2 separate regions of the Pan troglodytes genome follow, and region 2 is linked to region 1. A link is a contact called in public Hi-C data. All regions are on one chromosome and are shown on one strand. Each heading gives the region's core, a stretch centred on a gene start, on an enhancer-like site or on the middle of the called end of the contact. The rest is flanking DNA. Distances are from core to core; before and after follow the strand shown. Region 1 holds the start of ABCC5 (ATP binding cassette subfamily C member 5). Region 2 holds the start of CAMK2N2 (calcium/calmodulin dependent protein kinase II inhibitor 2).

Region 1 (6,258 bases), core at 1,693-4,192:
CACACCTCCTTTCCTTGCACTTACTACAATTATCATTTAAATTTTGATTAGTGTTTATTTGGGAGTCTAAGCCCCATGAGGGCTGGAACCGTGTTTGTTTTAGCTCCACTGCATCTCCACCAAATATTTAATGAATATGTTTAGTACATTACACAACATAAATATTATTTAGAAATACCCACAATTCTGGCCGGGCGCGGTGGCTCACGCCTGTAATCCCAGCACTTTGGGAGGCTGAGGTGGGCCGATCACTTGAGCTCAGGAGTTCGAGACCAGCCTGGACAATATGGTGAAACCCCGTCTTTACTAAAAATACAAAAATTAGCCAGGTGTGGTGGGACATGCCTGTGATCCCAGCTGCTCTGGAGGCTAAGGCAGGAGAATCAGAATCACTTGAACCCTGGAGGTGGAGGTTACAGTGAGCCGAGATCTAAAAAAAAGAAAAGAAAGAAAAGAAAAGACACACAATTCTCCACTGCAACATAGATTCTCTAGCCCCCTTGCCTGAGGGTTGGGAAGTATCGCCCCTCTAAACAGTTCACAACACAAACACATTTTGAGGGGGTAATTTTGTAAGTATAATTCTTTCACTCAGACTATACTTGGACAGACCAAGACAGTAGTACTACAGTGTATTGAAGCCTGCCACCAGGGCTGTCTGGTGTTCATCTATTCTTTTTTAATAAAAAACAAACTATAATCAACATATATGAAGTATTTCAGCGGGATTTAGAAGCTTTTTAAAAAATATGATGATATCAGATCTGCAGTTGTGGGTGTTACAGTGTTTGAGGCATTGTTGGAAGGTATTAGAATCTTTGGTGAGGTGGTATCTCATTACTATTTTAATTTACATTTCCAGGCCAGGCGTGTTGGCTCACGCCTGTAATCCCAGCACTTTGGGGGGCCGAGGTGGATGGATCACAAGGTCAGGAGTTCAAGACCAGCCTGGCCAATATGGTGAAACCCCATCTCTACGAAAAATACAAAAATCAGCTGGGTGTGGTGGCTGGTGTCTGTAGTCCCAGCTACTCCAGAGGCTGAGGCAGGAGAATTACTTGAACTCTGGAGGTGGAGGTTGCAGTGAGCTGAGGTGGCACCACTGCACTCCAACCTGAGGGACAGAGAAAGACTCTGTCTCAAAAAAAAAAAAAAAAAAAAAAAAATCAATTTCCCTGATTATGAATGAGATTGGGTGTCTTTTCATATTTGAGTGGCTGCTCAGGTTTCTTATTCTGTGAGCTGTCTGTTCATGTCATTTACCTATTTTCCTATTGGGTTATCTGCCATTTCTTACTGAACTTAGAAATTATTTTGAATATTTTTTATTCAAAAACTTTGTCAGTTATAACTTGTGGTTTATCTTTTCAATTTATGCCATCTTTTAATATGGCAAAAATTATCAATCTTTCTTCCTTTATTTTTTGTTTCTTGTTTAAAAAGTTCTTTCCTACTCCCAAGTTCATAAAGATATTTCCTATCATCTTCTAAAAGTTTTTAAGTTTTCCCTTTCACATTTAAGCGTTTGATCTACCTGAAATGGGTTTTTTCTGTGTGGTATGAAGCGGTAATCCCCGATTGTTTTTTCATATGTATAACCAATTGTTCCAGTACTATTTACTGACTCTTCTTGCTTTCCCCACGGATTCGTAAGGTTTTCTGTCACAGATCAAGTTACATGGATGCACCAGTCTGTTTGGGGGCTCTTTATTCTATTGCATTAGTCTATCAATCCGTGTGCAAGAATATGCTGCTTTACGATACAGTAGTGTCTTCACACTAGCTAACTAGCTAGTTGTTATAAAGATGGACAAGTCACTTTACCTTCTCCTTCTTCCTCTTCTTCTTCTTCTTTTTTAATCTTTGAATTAAAAAAAATACGGCTGGGTGAGGTGGCTCGCGCCTGTAATCCCAGCACTTTGGGAAGCCGAGGCAGGCGGATTACCTGAGGTCGGGAGTTCGAGACCAGCCTGGCCAATATGGCGAAACCCTGTCTCTACTTAAAAAATACGAAAATTAGCCGGGCGTGGTGGCGGACGCCTGTAATCCCAGCTACTCGGGAGGCTGAGGCAAGGAGAACTGCTTGAACCCGGAAGGCGGACGCTGCAGTGAGCCGAGATCGCGCCATTGCACTCCAGCCTGGGCAACAGAGCCAGACTCCTTAAAAAAAAACAAACTCATAATACCTACTCATAGGGCTGTAATGGAGATTAAAGGAAACAAGAATGGTATGTAAAGCATCGGATACAGGGTAGGGAAGAACTCAACAGTGGCTTTTATTTAATGATGCTGAAGGTACCGATGAAACAGAGAAATAAAGGGATCAATCTTTCTGGGAGCCTCAGTTTCATTTATAAAAAGAAGAAGATGAGTTAGCATACCATTTCTAAGGCTCTTGCCACTTCTAAGACTGTGATCCTTGCATTTTATTATCTAGAGACCAGGCAGCGCGACATTGATGGGCAGTTGGTGTTAAAGTGAGAAAGGCGGTATCTGCGCAGACTGCAGGGTCGAACCATGAGCAAGCAATCGTATCTGCCACAACAGATAAGAACTGGGGCTGGCCGGCCTGACGACTCTCAACGGGTTAGACGCGGGCTACGATGACCTTCACGATCTTTTCTGGCAGCTACACGGCCACGCAGGGTCGGGACTGCTCTGCCTACGAACAGCACTGTGTGCGAACACAGGGCCACGGTTAAGCCTCCCAGCTGCCTCCCCCAGGGAACACGACCCCGGAGAAGATTCCAGACAGTCTCGCAGAGGCACGGGCAAGGATGGAACAGAGCCGGGAGCTCGGTGGGAAGAGGGGCAGCCCGCACCGCCCCCGGGATGTCACCGGCGCTTCTGGGAAATGTAGTCCTTCGCCGCGTCCGCAGCCCTGGGCACTCGGAAGGAGGACTACAGTTCCCTTCAGCCTTGGGAATGCTTTGTGCAGCGCGCTTGCGCGGTGTGGCGGCCGATGCCGCTATAAAGGCTTGTTTTGCTGCGGGGCTCATGCTCGGGAGCGTGGTTGAGCGGCTGGCGCGGTTGTCCTGGAGCAGGGGCGCAGGTAGGTGATGGCTGCTGCCGCACCCCTGCCCTCCAGCTCGGTTGTCACGGGGATCACCCCTTTGCATTTCCTCGGGGCGTGGCGGGATGTGGCCAGGGCTACGAGCAGTTCGGGGGACACTGGAGACTTGGGGAACGGGGTATGGCCTCCCCCTGGTCTTCTGCCGCCGCCTCCTAGGCCTGTGAGCCCGGGGTCTGGTGACGGGGTCGTGTGCTGGAAGACAGGCAGGTAGGATCGGGATGAGCGGGCAGGGACGCGGACTACGTCCCTGGCCGCGGCCGCCAGGGGGCGCTGCGCCCGCGGGCCGTGGGTGTGGGTCGCGCTCGCCTGGCCAGGCCGGAGCGGGCTGGGGGAACGCCCTAGGGCCCGGGCATCCCAGGCGAAGCGGGTCTGAGAGAAACGCCCACCTGGAAGCCTGTGCAGCGGGTGGCTCGGGGCACCTTGCTCAACCCGCAGCGGAGCCGCCAGCGACCTTCGAAGTAAGTCATCCCCTTCGTTTTTGCAAGCGGGTAAATGGAGGTACGTGACATAAGCACGCGCAGCAAACCCGTGGCTGTGCCGGGAACGCAGCCCAGATCTCTCCACGGTCATCCAGTGCTCTTTTCGCTTCTGCCACACAGAGCCGCGGGTGGCTTTGTGTTTATCACGCAGGGGCCATTTGGTTTCTGCACAGACGGAGAGGCTGGAGGCAGGTGGGCACAGGAACGACGGGGAAAGTTTCAGGAGGTCTTGGAGGAGGAGATGGCTAGGTTTTACTGTGGTGTGCAGCGTGTGTGAAAGGTGAGGCTGCTTGGAGACGCAACAAGTGGATTACAGTGGGTGTGGTAAATACGTATCCCTTTAGCGTGGTGTCTTCCTCGTGCAGCTTGAGGGCCTGGAGGTGATGGAAACCTACTCATGAGTGTTGGGATGACTGCAGCTTGCACACACCAGTCTGGTAATCCCGTGCAACTCTCCTCCTGCCATGCAGTTGAATCAGTATCATTGTGCAGGGGGAGTGTCTACACTTTTATCAGTGGAAAGAGAATCTTGGTAAAAAAGGGCAGCTGACTAAGTGGCCTCAACCCTATTGGGCACTTCTTTGGGGTTCTCCCACGTTGATTATTCTGCTTCTACCCTTGTACATGTCTGGACAACAGGTTTGTTTTTTATAAACAAAAATCCCTTCTCTTTCTTCCTCTCTTGATAGCTGAGGCAAGTGAGCATTTAAAAAAGATATTCCAACAACTTTAAAGGAGGACACGAGAAGATAGGGAAATATAAATAGTATCAGTAAAATGGCTGGCCTGGGGATCCATCCTTGCTTGCTTGCTTGCTTCAGACTGGGGCTTTGTTTCTTTCCAAACCTGTCAGGATTCCCAGCTCTTCGCCGGCCTCCACGTGGGGTGCCCTCTTTTATGTTCCAGATACACAGAGGATGGTGTCCTTATGTTCAAGGCCACAGACAGTAACTTTGTGCCTACTTTGGGCCTGCCTGCTCTCCTGATTGTGCCTCTTTTTCCAGGAAAGTAGAGATGAGTGTGTTAGAGATAATGGAACACTGTTCCCCACACCCTTCATACATAGAATAACTTAGTCCCTTAGGATAGTTTAGCAGTGTCTACCACAGCAGTCACTGTAGGCACAAAACAGTCATTATTTGTGTCATAACAGGGAAGTCGTTTTGTCCCTGCCTCTCTCTGCTCCTGTGCTCCACTGATTCTACTTTACCCTTTGAAATAAAAGTGGTTGAAAGAATCTTTGGTTATCATGGGTGCTTAGATAATTAAGATTACGTTCGTGTTCTTCTTGATGTGGCATTTCATATTGTGGATGAGTTCCAGTGACCACCTCCGTTTCAAACTGCTCACCGCCCCAACCCCCACCTTTTAAAAAGGTAGTACTAATCTTTTCCTCTTCCAGATAATCAGCTAAGCTAGGGAACCCTTGAAGGGGAAGGTTAGAATTTCGTGATTCCCCTAAGAAGGTTACTCTGATCTACAGCTACAGCTCAACACTGGGGACACTGGCAGATGCCAGGTCTGTTTATAGTTTAGCCTTAATGAGGTCTCAATGACGTGATTGCTGCACTCTGGCTTGGTGAGCCGCTGTTCTTTATGGTGTAGTTTGTCATTGGACAAGGTGACTTTTTTTTTTTTTTTTTAAAGATAAGTAACAGCTATATCAACTTAGGGTACTTGAACCAGAATTCTGAAAGGAAAGAAATCAAGCTTTCTTTGGACTGGAAACCTGTCTTTGCGTAGGAGATTTAGTCCTTTTTATTCAGAGGATTAGTAAGTGTTCTCTTTTTATCTGACACTTTAAAAATTGCATTATAATGGTTAGAATTTTGTGCTGCAGAAGTAGTAGTTTTAAGTCACAGCGATAGCCAGGGATTTATGGAATCCAGAAGGCGACACGGCTACACGTCTTTAATTTCCGTTGGAGGCTAGTATGAAAGGTGTTTTCTCAGCTTGTCTCTGGGAGGCTGTGACCCTTCTTAGAGGGGGGAAACATTTTGGAGAAGTATGTATGTGTTTTTTGTTTTTAAGTGACCTGAGTTGATACAGCATATTGATTAGACTTAGCCAGGCAAGCAGTGGTTTAGAATAGAGTTTCAGGTAAAAACTAGGTAAGACTTAGTAATACAGGGTGGAGAATTTGTTTTTGTTATTGTTTTTTACTAACAGCTTTGTTGCCATAGGATTTATATGACATGAAATTCACTCTTTTAAAGTATAAATTCAGTGTGTTTTTTTTCAATGTATTCACTGCATTGTGCAACCATTACCACTATCTAGTTTTAGAACATTTTCAGTACCCAGGGAATTTGTGTTTGAAGTTAAGTTATAACATTGTTTTAACTGGATAACTTCATGGAGCTTTAAAATAACACCAGCTAACCCATTAGTTAATTATAAAAAGGCAGAGATGGAATATATCATTGGTAGAATAAGTGTTTGGTAAGTTTTTATTTAGTAAAATTTAGTAGAAGAAATGATGTCCACTTTAAAATTGTGGAGTTTTTAATACTTGGGACAAACTGAAATTGTTTCTAGAAAGTCTTTAAAAAAAAACCAACCTTTCTATTGTATACACTGGATTTGAGCTTAGTTGAAGAGAATGGGTGTCTCTTTACTAGTGTGTTTACTGTTTCTAATTTTTTTTCCCTTAGAGTTGGGAGAAGGTAATTTTTCTTGATTCTCTTCTACTGAATCTTTTTCTTT
Region 2 (6,504 bases), core at 1,616-4,115, 240 kb before region 1:
GGTTTTATCATCCCCATGCTTCAGACTAGAACATGGGGCTTACAGAGGTATCATATCATGCAGACACATGGTGAAAAGACTAGAAGGATATGTATATATATAGTTATAAGGCCGGGTGTGGTGGCTCATGCCTATAATCCCAGCACTTTGGGAGGCCAAGGCGGGCAGATCGCGAGGTCAGGAGTTCAAGACCAGCCTGGCCAACATAGTGAAACCCCATCTCTACTAAAAATACAAAGACTGGCAGGGCGCAGTGGCTCACACCTGTAATCTCAATACTTTGGGAGGCCGAGTGGGCGGATCACGAGGTCAAGAGATTGAGACCATCCTGGCCAACATGGTGAAACACTGTCTCTACTAAAAATACAAAAATTAGCTGGGAGTGGTGGCACGCACTTGTAGTCCCAGCTACCCAGGAGGCTGAGGCATGAGAATCACTTGAACACAGGAGGGGGAGGTTGCAGTGAGCTGAGATGGCGCCACTGCACTCCAGCCTGGCGACAGAGTGAGACTCCGTCTCAAAAAAAAAAAAAAAAAAAAAAAAAAAAAACTGGGCATGGTGGCGTGTGCCTGTAGTCCTAGCTACTCGGGAGGCTGAGGCAGGAGAATCGCTTGAACCTTGGAGGTAGAGGTTATGGTGAGCCAAGATCGCGCCATTGCACTCCAGCCTGGGCAACGGAGCAAGACTCCGTGTCAAAAAAAAAAAAAAAAAAAAAGATGTTATGTGATTTTCTTAATTTTCCTAAAATTTTTTTCCTTCCTTCCTTTCTCTCTCTCTCTCTCTCTCTCTCTTTCTTTCTTTTATTGAGACAGAGTCTCGCCTCGCTTTGTCGCCCAGGCTGGAGTGCAATGGCCCAATGTCCGCCAACTGCCACCTTTGCCACCCTAGGTCAAGCGGTTCTTGTGCCTCAGCCTCCCAAGTAGCTGGGACTGCAGGTGTGTGCCACACCTGGCTAATTTTTTTTGTATTTTTAGTAGAGACGGGGTTTTGCCATGTTGATCAGGCTGGTCTTGAACTCCTGACCTCAGGTGATCCACCCACCTCGCCTCCCAAAGTGCTGGTATTGCAGGCGTGAGCCACTGAGCCCGGCCTCCTAAAATGTTTTAAGTACAAACGAATTAATTTTTTAAAACCATGATTATGGGTCCTTCAGTTCAAGGTCACTGAGAAAGTGGGAGTCAGGATTGGAACCCATTACTGGACAACTTCCAGTGGATGTGGAATTTTCTGGACTCTCTTCCAGTGACCCCAGTCTTCCGCCTTTATTGTCCTTCCAGTTTCAGGGCTCCTCTCACTCCAGGCTGGGCCTCCACCTCCAGCTGTGGCCCTCATCCCGGAGACTAGGACAGAGCAGAGGAGGGCTTCATAGTGATGGGCCCCCAGGCCTGGGCCCTTGAGTGAGGCTGGCATCAAGGTATCCTGTGGCATACCGCCCCCCACCCCATCCAGTTCCCTGGGCAGCCACCATTGCGTTTGTCCCTGTGTCTCCGGTATTAACACCTGGCGAGGAAGTGTTGGAAGGAGACCCACTACAAGGCAGCCTCACCAGCTGTGTGATTTGGTAATTTGGCCAGATTAAGGAAGGAAAGCGCGTTCGCCTGGAGTGTGGAATGAACTTACAGTTATCAGCGCTGCCGTCACTGTCGCCGCATGTGAGACACCCCCTCCTCCCCAAGGCCAGTGATTGCGCCAGAGCTCCTGCGCGCTGGCAAGCAGGTGACGCCGCGGGTGACGGCCAGCCAGGGCGGGGGTTGTGGGGGCGGGAGGCAAGGGGAGAAGAGGGCATGTTCCCGTCGGTGAAGCGAGAACTCACCCGTGGTCCAAAGCAACGAGGGCGGGGGGCACCCTCCATCTCTACCGCACTCCCTCGGGGCATACACTGGCGCGCTCCGCGTCCTCAGGTGCTCCGAGCTTCCCCGCGTCACCCGCAGCCAGGGCGCCCCCCGCGACGCCGCCATTCATTCCTCCTACACTGCGAGCGCACCACTCCAGAGCCGCGGGGGGCTCCAGCCACCGGACTAGGGCTGGGGGTGTCTGCCCTGGTGTGCGCGCGTCGGCCCAGTTACTATAGACCCCTCCTAGGAGAGACTGAAATACCCAGATTCAGGAGACGGAGACACTGTGGCACAGAGATACAGGAGTCAAGAATGGAGATAGATGGAGAAAGGCAGACACTTAAGGGACAGGCATAGACAAAGGCCATAACACAGCGAAAGAGATACGGGGCACAGAGACAGAGATACAGACACTTAGAGATGGACTGACACATACAAAGGCGGAGACAGAGACACAGACCGGCACTCAGAGACGCACGGACCCTGACGATCTACTTAAGACCAGAGCAACTAGTACAAGAGCGCGTCAGCGGCAAGGGCACCATCCCACTGGCCCGAGCTCTTCCCGCGCTGTGGGTTCGTGCCTTCCCCAGTCACCCTGTACCCGAGTCTCCTCCCCGCGCATTTCCCGCTCCCCGCTTTCCATTGCCAGCCCTGCGGCCGCCTTCCCGCCCCAACGCGCCCGGCCAGCTTTTGCCCCCCTGCTCCCAGTCCCCCTTGCACGCCTCTCCCAGCCTAGGGGTCAGACCCTCCCCCAAGCTCCTCCAGTACCAGGCTCGATCCCACCCCCCTTCGGTCCCGCCCCTCCCCGCCAGGTCCCAGCCGGGTTGGCTGGTACTATTCCCCAAGACCCACGTGCTGGCCATTCCCCGCCACAGTGCGGGAACCTCCCACTCCAGCTGCCTCTGTTCCGGGGGTAGCTGGGCGCGCTCCTGCCCCCGGCCCCGCCTCTTTCCCCTGGCCAGTGCCCGCCCCGCCTCCACCGCGCCCCGCCCGCCGTGCTCTGCCGCAGTCGGGCGCTCATCGTCATTCCGCTCTTGCCGCCGCCGCCGCCACCCCCGCCCCCCGCCCCCGCCCCCGCCCGGTCCCCGCCACCGCCGCCGCCGCCGCCTGCCCAGCGGCCCGGGAGGCGGAGGCGCGGGGGAGGAGGCCCCGCTTGGCTCCTCAGCCCCGGATGCTGCATGACTTCATCCTTCCGCCGGCTCCCCTGCTGAGGTAGGGCCGGTCCGGCAGCAAGCCCGCCGCCCGCGCCCCGCCGCAGTCCCGCTCCCGCCCCGCGCCCACCCCGCGCCCGCCATGTCCGAGATCCTGCCCTACAGCGAAGACAAGATGGGCCGCTTCGGCGCAGACCCCGAGGGCTCCGACCTCTCCTTCAGCTGCCGCCTGCAGGACACCAACTCCTTCTTCGCGGGCAACCAGGCCAAGCGACCCCCCAAGCTGGGCCAGATCGGCCGAGCCAAGCGAGGTACGCGGCCCGGGCCCGGAGTCGCCGCCTGACCCAGAAACCCTCCGCCGGGCGCCCCCGGCTGCCGTTCCCCGCCGAGTGCCCGCAGCTCTTGCCGCAGACCAGCGCACCAGCCGCTCTTCGGCCCGGGCTGGAGGGGGGGGTCCCCGCTGCAGTGTGTGTCCCCCTCTTCCCTTCTCCCGGGAACACGGTGCCCCGGATTCGATGCTCGCCACCTCTGGAAGCAGAGCCCTGGCACCCGGGCGAGGGGGAGGGGCCGGTCGGGGCATTTGGGGCTGCACGGAAGTGGGAACACGGGGTAACGGGCTGATTCTTTGGGATCAAATACTGAGTCGGTGGACAGTACGAAGAACCTTCGGGTCGAGAGGGGCGTCTAACAAGAGAGGGCAGGAGGCCGGGGGTCCGCTTGTCTTGGTTGTTTGCATGGGGAGGGGAGCTCTGTTGGTGCCAGGATCGGAAGAGGGGTTCCAGCGGCGAGAGGGCTCAGGTTGAGGAGAGGGCTGGACCAGCTGGATACTCGGTTTGAGCCCCATTTGAGCAGGGGGATCTGTTGAAGTGCGGGTTGAAGAGGGGGATTCCGTGAGCAAGAGGTTTCTGATCAACTCAGAGGGAGGAAGGCTCAGGTGGCAGGAGGGCTCGCACTGGGAGGGAGAATAGCTGGAGCCTTTGGAAGAGGGGCGTTCCGCCATCGGGAGGGGAGGGGGTCTAGGCTTGGCGGCAGGTTGGGTCTCCAGAAGAGTTCGGACGGGGAGGACACCGCGGCACAGGGTTCCGAGGGGCGTCGCTGGGCCACGGGCAGTAGCTGCGCGGGAAGCTAGGACGCGGGGCTCATTCTCATCGCCGCCGCCCCCCGAGGCTGCGCGGCTGACGCGCTTTCTCCCTGCGCAGTGGTGATCGAGGATGACCGGATAGACGACGTGCTGAAGGGGATGGGGGAGAAGCCGCCGTCCGGAGTGTAGACGCGCCGGCTCGGGCGGCGGGCTCCGGGCCCAGCCTCGCAGCGGCCAGGAGCGCGGGCCGGCGATGCGGCTGCCGGCGCCCCCCCGCCCCGGCCCAGGCGCCCGCGGGCGGGGGCTGCGGGGCCGTGCCGCCGCCGCCGCCAGGCACTCCGGAGCTGTCCGCTTCAGCACCACGGCGGCCGCGGTAGCGGCGGCGCGGACCCGCCCGGAACCCGCCGCCGCGCTCATGCACTTTAAAACCTCGGGCCGCAGCCCCACCCCGCACACCGGAACGGACACGGAGACCCGCGGCCCCCAGCCCCCGGCCCGCCCCCTCCCGCACGGCTCCCCTGCCCCGCCCCCCTCCGGCCAGTCTGGTCTGCAGACCGGGCGGCCGCCGGTGTCGGACCGCGCGCGGCCAGGGATGTTTGGCTGCGTACTTGCATGAGCTTTCCACCCACTTGAGCCCAGTCCTCCGGGCCGTTCCTCGCCCCCACCCCTGTCTGGCGTGACCCCAGCCTCAGCCTCTTTCTAAGGGACTTCCTCAGCACATTTGTATTTTTATATCCGACTCTTTGTTTACTGGCTCTGCTCATGGTTCCTGCCCTCCCCTCAGTCTCGGCCACGCTCTTCTGCGCCTGGCAGATAGGATGGGTGTTGAGGCTGGGGTGAGACAAGCCCCCGACACGGTTACCAACCACATGGCCAGTCTGCCCAGGCCTGACCCCAGGAGGCTTTCTGGCAGACCCCTTCTCCCCAAGGTATCATCACCTTCCAAGGGCCCAGATCCGATTTTACCTTGGACCCCTGCGTCTTGCCCCTGGGAACCCAAATGGGGACTGCTCTGAACCTTTGGATGACATCTGTGGCCCCGGAGATGTTCTCAACCCAGGGGTGCCCTTTGTAAATGTTCCTCCATCCTCACTGTACCAGGAGTGTGTGAATAAACACAGACCCCCCTGTGTGTGTGTGGCCGCTGCTTAGGTCTCAGGAGCCAGGCCAAAATGGGAGGGGGGGCAGGTACTTGGGAATCTCAGGTGCATGTTGCTGGTGAGGGACGGTTGCCAAGTAAGACAGACAGGCCAGCCTGGCCTGGGAATATCATTATGATGTGGCCTCCTTGGGTAGAGATACAACCCAGGCGTGACTGGTCACCAGTGTTGGGGATGGAGCTAGGGTGAGAAACATAAAGCAATCTAGGTTCAAAGCCTGCAGTCTCCTGTGGATAAATCAAGGCTAGATGAGGATCAGTAACAGGCCCCAGGAACAATGGTCTCCAGGCTGGCTGGTGTGCAGAGGGGTTATAATGAGCATTGCCCCAGGGGATGCATCACTGGTGGTTTGGTGTGGTGGCAGAGGAGGTTGGGGAACCCAGGAGAGAACTGAGGAACCCAAGAAAGAAGCAAGAAACCTGGAATCTGGATCTAGTTGGAGCTGGGCTGTATTGGTTCATGTGGGTTCGCTCCCACCCTCTATCTTAGGCATGAGGCCCCTGGGATGTAAGCACCTTGGACCCAACCCCAAGTCCTGAGTCAGGAATTCCAGCTACCTGAGGAGCCCAGGGCAGAATGGCAGGAAGGGCGGAGGACCATGCTCTGGCCTCAGAGCTGAATGGCACTAAGGAAGTCCTCATGATCTGAGTCCTGAAGGAAGCAAGGTGAGGTGGGAGGTCTGGGGGGTGAGAGGATTTGGGCCCCCAGAGCCAGCTGGGCCACACTGAGCTCCCCGCCCTTGTGCATGAGGTAGAGATGGAAGTGGAAACCGCTGCCATAGGTAGCATGCCTCAGGGACCAGCCATAACAGGCTTGGGCATAGTGTCTGGTCCGAAAGTGGGGGGCAGCAGAAGTCATTGAGATGAACCGGCCTCCAGGGACAAGCACGCGGCTCACCTGCAAGGCAGACAGAGAAGCCATTGGTGAGAAGTGGATCTTCAGGTTCTCAAAGGTCAGTACTGCTCCAGATGCCCTCCCAGTCAAACCTCAGGAACCACCCCACATCTGTAGCTCAGGCTTTCCATGGCAAAGAGTGAGCCACTTTCTCTGCCCCTGGCCATTCCTTGGGATTAGGGCTATATTCTATTCAGGGAGGGGTATAGGAGTGATATCAGGTATAGGGGTACCACTTTCCTATAACTGCTCACCTTGGCAGTCTCTGTCACCTGTCAGGAACCTGGCTGCTACCTCATCCCTATGGCAACCCAGTAACCACACGTCAGCCTTTGTGAGCCTGACTACTCCAGCCGCCTCTATAAATCTCGACCCCGCT

What was found. A called contact is a pair of places that touch in the nucleus more often than the background predicts.
Region 2: a Hi-C map of stem cell-derived neural progenitor cells shows a contact between it and region 1, with 2.4 times the contacts expected there. The contact joins the promoter of CAMK2N2 here to the promoter of ABCC5 in region 1. A contact is called at or near these places in 1 of 7 Hi-C or Micro-C datasets (stem cell-derived neural progenitor cells) and 1 of 1 datasets of contacts at active chromatin or transcription factors (stem cell-derived excitatory neurons).

What each region holds. Positions count from the first base shown.
Region 1 is chr2:187,196,117-187,202,374 of NHGRI_mPanTro3-v2.0_pri, reverse strand. ABCC5 (ATP binding cassette subfamily C member 5) reads left to right here and starts at 2,942. Exons shown (of 30, transcript XM_016942384.3): 1 at 2,942-3,052.
Region 2 is chr2:187,440,698-187,447,201 of NHGRI_mPanTro3-v2.0_pri, reverse strand. It overlaps CAMK2N2 (calcium/calmodulin dependent protein kinase II inhibitor 2), which reads left to right and starts at 2,865. Exons shown (of 2, transcript XM_001149517.6): 1 at 2,865-3,301; 2 at 4,190-5,203. The coding sequence starts at 3,133. The coding sequence ends at 4,260. EEF1AKMT4 (EEF1A lysine methyltransferase 4) reads right to left here. Exons shown (of 3, transcript XM_003310148.7): 3 at 5,663-6,128. The coding sequence ends at 5,841.